Linked DNA regions of Mus musculus: region 1 is linked to region 2. A link is a contact called in public HiChIP or PLAC-seq data. All regions are on one chromosome and are shown on one strand. Each heading gives the region's core, a stretch centred on a gene start, on an enhancer-like site or on the middle of the called end of the contact. The rest is flanking DNA. Distances are from core to core; before and after follow the strand shown. Region 1 holds the start of Tlcd2 (TLC domain containing 2). Region 2 overlaps Sgsm2 (small G protein signaling modulator 2).

What was found. HiChIP or PLAC-seq counts read pairs in DNA pulled down with a chosen protein or histone mark.
Region 1: a contact with region 2 is called in an H3K4me3 HiChIP or PLAC-seq map of forebrain, with 3 times the contacts expected there. The contact joins the promoter of Tlcd2 here to the enhancer-like site in region 2. A contact is called at or near these places in 1 of 39 promoter capture datasets (hippocampal neurons), 2 of 115 datasets of contacts at active chromatin or transcription factors (forebrain and pancreatic cancer cells) and 2 of 9 other capture datasets (adipose tissue and liver).

Annotation. Positions count from the first base shown.
Region 1 is chr11:75,464,644-75,469,887 of GRCm38.p6, forward strand. Tlcd2 (TLC domain containing 2) reads left to right here and starts at 3,407. Exons shown (of 5, transcript NM_027249.3): 1 at 3,407-3,734; 2 at 3,914-3,996; 3 at 4,199-4,281; 4 at 4,829-5,244. The coding sequence starts at 3,562. It overlaps Mir22hg (Mir22 host gene (non-protein coding)), which reads left to right. Exons shown (of 3, transcript NR_030711.1): 3 at 664-2,047.
Region 2 is chr11:74,873,279-74,878,679 of GRCm38.p6, forward strand. All of the region lies in intron 2 of Sgsm2 (small G protein signaling modulator 2), which reads right to left. Among named protein-coding and RNA genes, the nearest start is that of Mir6926, 7.8 kb to the left of the region's middle. Within about 2 kb of position 3,738, at least 120 of the 459 cell types and tissues checked have an H3K27ac peak or open chromatin away from gene starts, as enhancers often do. A contact at or near this core is called in forebrain and hippocampal neurons, where this site is marked.

The DNA.
Region 1 (5,244 bases), core at 2,157-4,656, 590 kb after region 2:
CTTCACATGAACTGTTGTCCTTCCCCCACCCCCTGACTACTCACCCAGCTCAGGGGGATTAGGATGGAAGGAAAGGCTATGGTTAAGTCCCAGGCAAGCTCGTGGGAGGCTAGTCCTCTACTGGCTTCTCACCATGCATGGGTGGTCCAAGGCTTTCCCTCCACCTAAAGCAAAACTGTAGCTCTTGGTTGGGTTCTAGCAACCACTGCCATTTATTTTCTGCCTTTGCTTTCCAGGATAGTGAGACTCTGCTCAATACTGTGCAGGCAAGAAATTGTCAGGGGAGATGGGTTGTATGATATGAGTCCCTTCTGCTGCCTCTAGCTCCTGATTCATTCTCACGTATGGGCTTGGTCTCTGATTGTGGTTCACCTTTGGCCCAGTCTTCCTAACAGAAGATGGGTTCAGGGGGTACAGGAGGCTGTTTGTTGTATTTGACAGGAGGAGGAGTTCTAGCCTGTTCCCCATTTGTGAGAAACTGAAAGTCATAGGGGAGACTAGATCATCTAATCCAGCCCCACTGCAGTCTAAGCTGAGGGATAGGATGTGTAAGGGACTGTAGCAGACGGGCTGGGGAGGCTGAGTCGGCTCACACATTGCGACAAAGATTGCCCTTCCCTCGACCTCGCTTGCTTTCTTTCCTCCTCCCTTCCCTGGCCACAGTGTGTCCCTCCAGCACTGGGTACATGGCTCTGCTGTCCTCATCCAACATGGAGCCTCAGAGGTGAGAAAGGGCAGCCTGGAAGCAACAGAGGCAGGCACAAGACAGTGGAGGACCTGGCCTGGAACCACAAGGGCCTATCCGGACATTGGTCAGAGAGGCACGTAGAAGCCTGGAGAACACCAGGAAAGAGAGCAGCCAGCCAGCCTCAGTGAAAGACACGTGCTTCCAGCCATCTCCTCTCAGGACCTGCCTTCCTGGGAGATGAAGGGCCTCCAGGAAGTATGGTCCCATCTCTACCCTGCAGTTTCTATAAACAGCCTCAAGGAGCATGAGCCACCTCTGAAAGGAAATACACAGCAAATTCAAAAAGAGATTCAAATGTGTAACACTGTGGGAAAACATATCTATGACTGGGGTTGTAGCTCAGTTGGTAGGTTTGCTTAACATGCACCAAGCCCTGGTTCTGTCTTCTGCATTGCATAAAACTGAACAGGTTGGCCCAGGTCTGCAATCCCGGCACTCTGGAGGTGGTGGCAAAGGAGCCTACATTCAAGGTAATCCTCTGCTATACAATGAGTTCTGAGCCAGCCTGGGCTATATGAGACTGTCTCAAAAAATAAAACAAAATAAAATAAAGCATTGGTTAGTAATTCAAAGAAAGCAGATGTGGCTGAAACCGTTTTCCCTGATCATAATACAACAAGCAAATGAAAGCCAGAAGAAGGCTCCTGTGCCTTGTGTGTGGCAGTACCAACCATTGTGAGAGATGCCTTTGGACCTGGTAGTTTGCTGTCTTAGAAATGTATCCTAAAATAAGGATTTGGTTATAAAATGTTCATCTCAGGGTTGTAATAGAGAAAAATGGAACGCAGCTGTTTGTTTGGAAGTCCATTCCTTTTCTGCTGTCATGAAAATGTATAGCTAGGGCTTGCCTAAGTAAATTATATTCATCTGATGGTGGTGTTCTGTGCAGCCATCCAAAGTCTTACAGAAGAAAAATTGAGTGGAAATATAAATATTGAATACTAAAAAGATTATAAAAGTATGAGTTTGTGACTGTTTTTAAAATATGAACACATACTTGTAATATATTTTTTTAAAAACCATCCAATTGAGTGGAAATATAAATACTGAATACTAAAAAGATTATGAAAAGTATGAGTTTGTGACTGTTTTTAAAATATGAATGCATACTTGTAATATATTTTTTAAAAAAACACTGAAAGTGGATTCAAAATGTTAAGAATGGTTGTTTTTGTATGGTGGGATAGTACAATTGTGAATTTTCCCCTTGTTTTTTCTGTCTTTCTAATTTTTAAATATTGTGCATTGCTTTCATATGTTAAATAAAATACAAAAGACAAATAAATGTTTTAAAATTTTTACTCTTTTATGAGTGTTTTGCCTGTGAGTGGCAGGAATCCAACATTGTCTTCTGAAAGCAGCTAGCGCTAACTTCTGAGCCGTCTCTTCACTCCCTCTGTAATTTTTAAAAAATATATTTGTATGTTATATTATGTGTCTTTGTGCACCAGAGTGTGGGTGCACATTCTGCAGAGGCCAGAAGAGGGCATCAGATTCCCTGGAGCTGCACGCTGTTTGGATCTTCTGATGTGGATGCTCAGAATCGCACTCAGGTCCTCTAGAAGAGCAGCAAATGCTCCTAGCCACTAAAGCCATCTCTCCCTCTAGTCCTCATTGTCATGTTTAGATTTTGGAGAATTTGCTTGTAGGAGGATGGGCTACACCAAGTGCCAGGTGAAAGAAAATGTTTGCTTGGGATACCTATTGCTTCTTGAGTGTGTGTGTGCATGCTTGTGTGTGTGTGTGTATGTGTGTGTGTACACTGGAGCTAGGAATCATATCCAGGGGCCTTTTCAAGCTCCACCACACTAAAGTCAATTCTATGAACTTCATTAATTGTCTGAATCCACCTACTCTCTACACACAGGAAGCATTCCTCTGACTTTCTGACTGTCAGCCAGCTAAGGAGGTGTGGCTTAGAATAAGAAAGAAGGGAAATGCTCAAAACCTGTCACTCTTTGGGGGATTTGTGGTTGGAAAGGATATTCCTCTTAAGGCCAAAGGGGTCTAGAATCTGAAGAGTCTTATTTTTAGCTTGTTTGTTTTTCTTACTTGAGACCTGGGGAGGGGAGGTGTATGTGTCTTCCATTTGCTTCTTCTACCTAATAAAGTTTCTTGGTGATGTTTGGGGGGGGGGGAGGGGGTAGGACTCAAGAAGGGATTCTCCCATAAGCTGTTCCGTTTGGGTAGTACTATGTAAGGAAGTTACAGGTGGGCAGAGCTCGGCTCTGCCTGACTGGCGTGCTCTGAGGTAAAGGTGAGATGGTGCAAGATTTGGGCCCTCAGGAGTTGGCTCTGTTGGCCCTGTACCTTCTGGTCTGTGGGTAAGGATGACCAGTAGGTGAGAGATGAGGGAACCAGAACAGAAGGTGAAAGTTAGTGGGGCGGAGCCCCAGACTAGTCAGGTGGGGGTAAACTAGATGACTTTCTGGAACCCCAAGGGGCTCGGAGACTAGTGGTGTTGGAGAAGACCTCTAATGTGTTGTAAGGCCTCTGAACTCAGTAGCCGAACTTGATGCCAGAAAGCCCCAAACTGCTAAACCCAAGCAGGAGCGGGACGCCATCCGTTCCATGGCTTCACCCGAGGTGGCCCCATGGCTGCGCCAATCAATGAGCAGCCGAGAGATAGGGGCGTGGACAAGCCAGGAAAAGTTACAGCACGCTGGAAAGATAATACAGGCCAGGAAGCCCCAGGCACAGCAGGGTGGAAAAGCTAGATCCCGATTCTGCCGGAGGGGGGCCCCTTCGAGGTCCCGGGCACCGGGTGCCAGGATCAGAGAAACTGACTGAAACCTAGCTGACCTGCCCAGACCATGGCATCCTGGGGACTCCTTGTGGCTGGCGCTTCCTTCACGGCGTTTCGGGGACTGCACTGGGGGCTGCAGCTGCTGCCCACCCCGAAATCTGTTCGGGACCGCTGGATGTGGCGGAACATTTTCGTTTCGCTGATACACAGCCTACTCTCTGGAGTAGGGGCGCTGGTCGGGTGCGGAACTTGGGGACTGACAAAGCACTGAGGGGCGGGGGTGGAAAAGAGGGCCTGGAAGACTGAAGTTGGAACCTTTTGGAATGGAACTGGTTTGGGTTGTGGATGGGTGGGAGTACCCAGTGGGAGAATGGATCTAGGTCTGGGAGAAATTGACCTTAGCTCTTTGTCTTCTCCAGGCTGTGGCAGTTTCCTCAAATGGTCACCGACCCAATTAATGATCACCCACCGTGGGCACGGGTCCTAGTAGCAGTGTCAGTGGGTGAGTGTACAGAAAAGGCTGAATCGGGAAAGGCCTTGTTGGACCGGGAATTCTAGGTTCCTCCCCCATCTTTGGAATGGAGCAGATGTTGCTGGAGGTTTGCTGTGAGGAATTAAGGACCTGAGAAAAGTGGGACTTGAGATATCTAGGCTGTGCATCAGCTCTGAGCGAGGAGCCTCATAGTCTTCTCCGGTGCCTTCAGGTTATTTCGCTGCAGATGGAGTTGATATGCTGTGGAACCAGACATTGGCCCAGGCCTGGGACCTTCTCTGTCACCATTTGGCGGTAAGACTCTGAAGGGAGAGGCCAGGTAGTAAGGGAGCATGTCCAACTCAAGGGCCCAACCTCTCTCTTCAGTGTTCTGTCCTCTGACTTTTCCACAAAGCCCCCTGAAAACCTATCCTCTCAGACTTGGATTGAGTTGGAGGGAGGTTTTGACTGCTAGCCACTCCTGGGCACTGCCCAAGGAGTTTGGTTCTCCCCACAAACCTCCAGCTGATCATAAAAAAAAAAAAAAAAAAGCCAGGAATGAAAGCTAGGGTATGCTATGCAAATAGTGTGGCTTGGGGTAAGAGAACCTCTGGTCCAGGGCTGCTCATGCCCCCTAGATAAGGGTCAGCAGAAAGGTCAGGATTGGAGGCAGTCCTAAAAAATGCTTGGGTAATATAAAGTGAATAAATAAAAAATAAATAAATACTAATTTTTAAAAAGCTGATACCTGGAAGGATGAGGCAGAGAGTAGAAAAAACATGCGTGGGTGTCCCTAGGATAAGGAGCTGGGACTTGTTGGGCACAGGTCATGCAAAGCCTGAACCTTGAACCTTGCCTGCAGGTAGTGAGCTGCCTCAGCACCGCTGTTGTGTCTGGCCACTATGTGGGCTTCTCTATGGTATCCCTGCTTCTGGAGCTGAACTCCATCTGTTTGCATCTACGGAAGCTACTGCTGCTCTCCCATAAGGCCCCATCCTTGGCCTTCAGAGTAAGCAGTTGGGCCAGCCTGGCCACCCTGGTCCTCTTCCGCCTTCTGCCTCTGGGATGGATGAGTCTGTGGTTGTCCCGGCAGCACTACCAGCTGTCTCTTGCTCTGGTTCTGCTTTGTGTGGCTGGGCTGGTCACCGTGGGCAGCATAAGCATCTCCACAGGGATCCGAATTCTGACCAAGGATATCTTGCAGTCTCAGCCCTACCCGTTTATCCTCATGCACAAGGAAACCAAGACACGTGAGCCTGTTGCCAGGAACACTTCCAC
Region 2 (5,401 bases), core at 2,488-4,987:
TAAGGGACTACATTATACTAAGGTTTCTATTCTACATCATAGCCCAGGCAGAAGTGTTGAAAGTTTACCCTGCCTGGGCTATGATGTAGAATAGAAACCTTGAAGGACAAAGATGGAGAGATACAGGAAGTCAGGTTTACTGCTATTATGTTGCTGGTGGGAGGGTTAGTGACATCATTCCTATTTAGCAATTTGGTATTTTCAATGAAAGGTGCAGAAAACCTTTGGCCCAGCAATCCTTCTTCTGGGATTTTTTCCTAGTGGTGTAAGTGCACAATTAGTTATACTAGTAAAGAACTAGAAACCACCCATGTGTCCATCAGCAGGGGTCAGGCCAAATAAATATGGTTTGTTCACACAGGAGAGTAGCATTCAGCTCTAAGAAACAATGAGATGCTCTCTAGGAACCAACAGGGGAAACTTAAAAAAGCAAGGTACAGGATGGTGTCACTGCATGGCACCTTCTGCTTACAAAGAGTGGGCAGAGCCAGGTGTGGTGGCTTATGCCTGTAAAGTCTGGTACTCCTGGGCTACACAGTGAGTCTCTGTGTGAATCATTTTAAAATAAAGGAGGCAGCATGGGCCCGAGACAGGCTCTCATGTGGCCTAGAGATCTCTAAGCTTCTAACCCTCTGCTTCTCCCTCCGGAGTACTGAGATGACAGGTGTGTGCCGCCATGTTTACTCACATCTTTATTGGGTTTTAAAAACAGTAACAATAGGCTAGAGAGATGCCTCAGCCATTAAAAGCTGGGCTCACAACCAAAACTAGTGACATAACCAACCCTCTAACTGGGTACCCACGCAAAGGTGCTGTGTGTTGGGGAGGGGGGGCGTGAATGCTGCAGGGAAAGGGGTGCTACTTTCATATAGCTTTGATTTCAGAAGCAGGTAAATAAGTTACCAGCTCAAGATGATACTAACAATAGAGTAGGTGACCACCAACGGTTCCCAGGGTGAGGTGATGCTGGAGACCCTCTCCAGTCTTGGGGAGAATCAACCCCAGATGCTTGCTCTGGCCGTAGCACCTACCCACTCTCTCCCCAGCTCCTGCAGCAAATGGTTTCCATCCTCACGCTTAGCCAGTACCTGCTAAAATCTGCAGCAGGTAACCTGAGCCTGGCAGGGAGAGAAACAGTTCTACGTGCTATGACAAGCCTGAGTCTCAGGCACTCACAAAAATGGACGGAAGCTAATACAGTGGTTGGGAAGGGCCCTCAGAAACAGGGAAGACGTCAGGAAGGTCTATGAGATGAGTCCACCTTGTGACTCAGGCGCATATACATTTGTATTTCCATCTCTGCTCAGCAATTAAAAGTCCTGGCAACTGTGGCACTTACTAAATGGCCTTCAGAGGACTACCCAGTTGTGCTAGGAGAGGGATCCAGCACTCACAATTAGCACAGCACCGCAGGAAGCTGGCCTAAGGACCAAGAGGAGTTGAGGAAGGTAAGCGTGGAGAGAAGCAGGCACACTACCTCTGGCTCAGTTTCACCTTTCTCCCCAATGCCATCTGTGCAGTGGGGGAGTTGGGTTGTAGTTGCCATGGAGAACCTGAGGGAGGAGAGTGTGGGTGGAGCAGTCATCCACAACCTGGTCCTGGAGCTGTGGGGGCAACACCCAGAGCAGAGTTTTGCTGTACTGGTCCAGGCTGGTGACAGTGGAGACAGGCGGAGCTGGCTGGCTGGCAGGGGAGGGGATGGAAGGAGTGGAGCAAGCTCCCAGTGGAACTCTGAAACTGCCACAAGTTGGAGCTTGGCTGCAGGTGGAGCAGGAGCCGCAGAAAGGCTGCCCTCAGGCACCACGGGCCTCTCTTCCCCCAGCTCCCTCTCTTTCCACACCTCAGATCTCTGATTACCCATTTCTGCCCTGGGTTTGGTAATGACAGCCTGCACTCACAGTGGACATCCTCCCTCTGTTTGGGACACATTTTCTCTCATCCTACAAGGTGATACTGACTTTACTTCAACTCTGGGGCCCTCAGCTTTGCTCAACTCCCCAGATAAGACAACAACATTCCCCTATAGATTTGCTGAGGAGGAGAAAGAATTGGTCTGGCTTTCTGGAATAGAGGTGAGAAATGAGAACCAGGCCACAGGCGCTCATTTGCCTTGCCCTAAAGGGACAATGTGACAAGAGACACAGCCTTCCTCTGTGCAAAAGCTGACCACATTTCCGCAGTGGCAAGAGTCCCACTATCTCCTAGAGTCTTTGGTCACCATGTGCCCTGTCAGATGACTGTGGCTGTGATACTACTCTACAATGTCCCTGTTCCTCTAGACTCCGTTCCTGGGTAGACCCCAGAGGCCAGCAACCAATCTGTGTAGCACAAACTTTTGGATCAAGACAGCCCCTGAGAGCTGCATGTCCCAGCTTATCCTTCTCCTTAAAACTCATTTGGTTGAGGGAGATTTCAAGCATACACAAAAGTAAGGCTCTCCCATAGACCTACTGCTCAATTTAAAATAGCTAACAGGTATCAGTTGAATTTTATTTCAGCTAAACCACATGTAACTAGTTTTTATTTATTAAGATAGGTTTTTTTTTTAATTGATTGATTGAGATAAGGGTTCTCTGTGTTATCCTAGCTAGCTGTCCTGGAATTCACTCTGTGGACCAGGCTGGCTTTGAACTCAGAGAGATGCACCTGCCTCTGCCTCCTGAGTGCTGGGATTAAAGGTGTGAGCCACCATGGCCAGCTTTATTTTTGGATTATTTGAGGTAACTTTTAGACTCTTGACCCAACTAATATACATACCTTTACTGAACAACAATAACGACTTTTCCCCCTTTTTTGGAACCAGTCTTGCTGTATTACTTTGGCTAACCTAGAACTCATGTTGACCAGGATGGCCTCAAATTCACAGTAGTTCTCCTGTTTATACCTCCCCAATCTGGGTGCTAGGATTATAAGTGGATCATAATGTCCAACCCTAATATCAATTACTCGATATGATTCATTTCCTTCCCGATTGTGTGCCCAGATTTCAGATTTCCCCAGGTAGCCAGAACATGGACTCCTAGGAACCCCGGGTTATTTCTGAGGAAGGTTTCCGGCGACGGTTCGAGAACAAGGTGTCCCTGGATACCACGTTACATGCTTTGCTTACATGGCTCTTTTTGAGTTTTTTTATCTCCAGAGCCTGATCACTGAGCTAACCACCCACCCCTAGCCCCGAGGAGCTCTTCCAGTGCTGGAATTTATCTTCTGGGGACAGGCTCAGGGGAGAAAATAAACAACTAACTGGCTATGAGTTAGACATGAACAGCATGCAAACCTTGGTCCGTCTGACTCCAAAATCTCATCACTGGACCAAACCACATGACCTTGGCTAAGTTCTAGCACAGGAGGAAAGAAACCAGTTGCTTTGGACATCTGCCTTCCTTCCTTACCATAGCTGAAGAGCTACTTAACTTGTTCATTTCTGGATGGAAAGCAGAAGACAGTCTGAGAATAAGCTATTCACTGGATGCAGGAGGGAAAGAGTCCCTTTTGCTGAAAAGAGTCAGGCTAGCTAGCAACCGCCTGGAGTCTGAATCACAAAACGTGCAGAAGCATCTCTGGCTGCAGTATCTATCCCAGGTGGGATGCAACCTCCTGCAGCAGCTGCTGCTCTCCCGACTTATTAGTATCTCTTTGCCATTCCCCGAAGGAGCTCACTCGCGGCAGGGGAGATCTAACTGGCTAATGACAGCTGCTTAGCAACAGGGAGCTGGCTAATAAAGCCCTGTGTTATTCCCAGTTCCAGGCTCCACCCCCACTTCCCATTACGACTCAGCCTCAGTCTCAAGCAACCCTCAGGTCGGCCTAGGAAAGCAGCTGATTGAGAAGACAGGCTGGCCCGGCCCCACCCACAATGCAGCTGGTGTGAGACCTGCTCTTCAAAGTCAAAATCCTCTCTCAGCCACCTAAGGTTAAGTAAGATTCACAGGGCTGAGGGTAGAGCTCTAGGGTAGATGCTTGTCTAGCCTGCTTCAAGATCAAGGTTCAACCCCCAGCTACACAGACACACAGACAACAGACAGACAGACAGACAGACACACACACACACACACACACACACACACACACACACACCATACACCAAAAAAAAAAAAACCCCAGAAACAACTCTAGAGCCAGGCATGGTGGTGCACACCTTTTATTCCAGGCAGAAGCAGGCAGATCTCTGACTTTAAAGTTAGCCTAGTCTATATATTGAGTTTCAGGCCAGCCATGGATACTCAGTGGGGCCTTGTTTGTTTGTTTGTTTTAAATCCTAGTACTCAACTAGAAAGATACTGTTGTAGAGGGAGGTCAGGTTCAGAGAAACATATAGTTTCAAGGGTTGGTGCTTCAATGACCTCAAATCAGTTGATGGTAAGAGAAGAACTATGCATATAAGCACATTATTATTTCAGATGTAGGTTCAAGGCACAACTTGAGATAACTTGCTATTTGCTGCTGACTCTGAGTGCTCTGTTTATACATACTACGAGCACCTTCCTCCCACCATGGAAGGAGGTGGCAGGAGATACCAATCAATGGGGGTAAAGGCTGGGAGGTGGAAGAAATGTTGGCAAAGCCACAGAGAAAATACAAAAAAAAAGCGTTATTTGTTTCAACTAGCGATTGGACCCAGAATCTCAGATATGCTAAGCAAGTATACTCTGAGCTCCAGCCCAGCAGGAAGTCTTTTGTTTGTTTGAGATGGGGTCTCTCTGTGTAACCATAGCTGTCCTAGAATTCTCTCTGTAGACCAGGCTGGCCTTGAACTCAGAGAAGCCTGCCTGCCTCTATCTCCTGAGTGCTGGGACTAAAGGCATGTGCCACAACCACTTGGCTTTAAAATGTTTTAAATCACTTATTTAGTGTGTGTGTGTGAACATGCATGTATACCAACGTGCACATGTACAATCTACCATGTGGGGCCAGGGGCAGTGGAGGTGGTCATTTCCTTCGACCATGTGTGTTCTAGGGATACAACTTAGGTCATAAGGTTTGGCAGTAAGCAGTTTTACCCACTAAGCCATCTTCCAGTCAGGCTTGTCAGGCTTTAAACTCTTTTTTTTTTTTTTTGGTTTTTCAAGACAGGGTTTCTCTGTATAGCCCTGGCTGTCCTGGAGCTCACTTTGTAGACCAGGCTGGCCTCGAACTCAGAAATCCGCCTGCCTCTGCCTCCCGAGTGCTGGGAGTAAAGGCATGCGCCACCACGCCCGGCCTAAACTCTTTTTAAAAAAAAATTAAATTAAATGTGTGTGTGTGTTGTGCGCGCAAGCATGTATGAAGGTCAGAGGACAGCCTTGTAAGCCCAGTTCTCACCCCTTTCCTGGGGATTGAACTCACATCCTTGAGTGGCAAGTGTTTTTACCTGCGGAGCCATCTCCATACCCCTTCTTTTTAAAAAGATTATTCTTTTTAA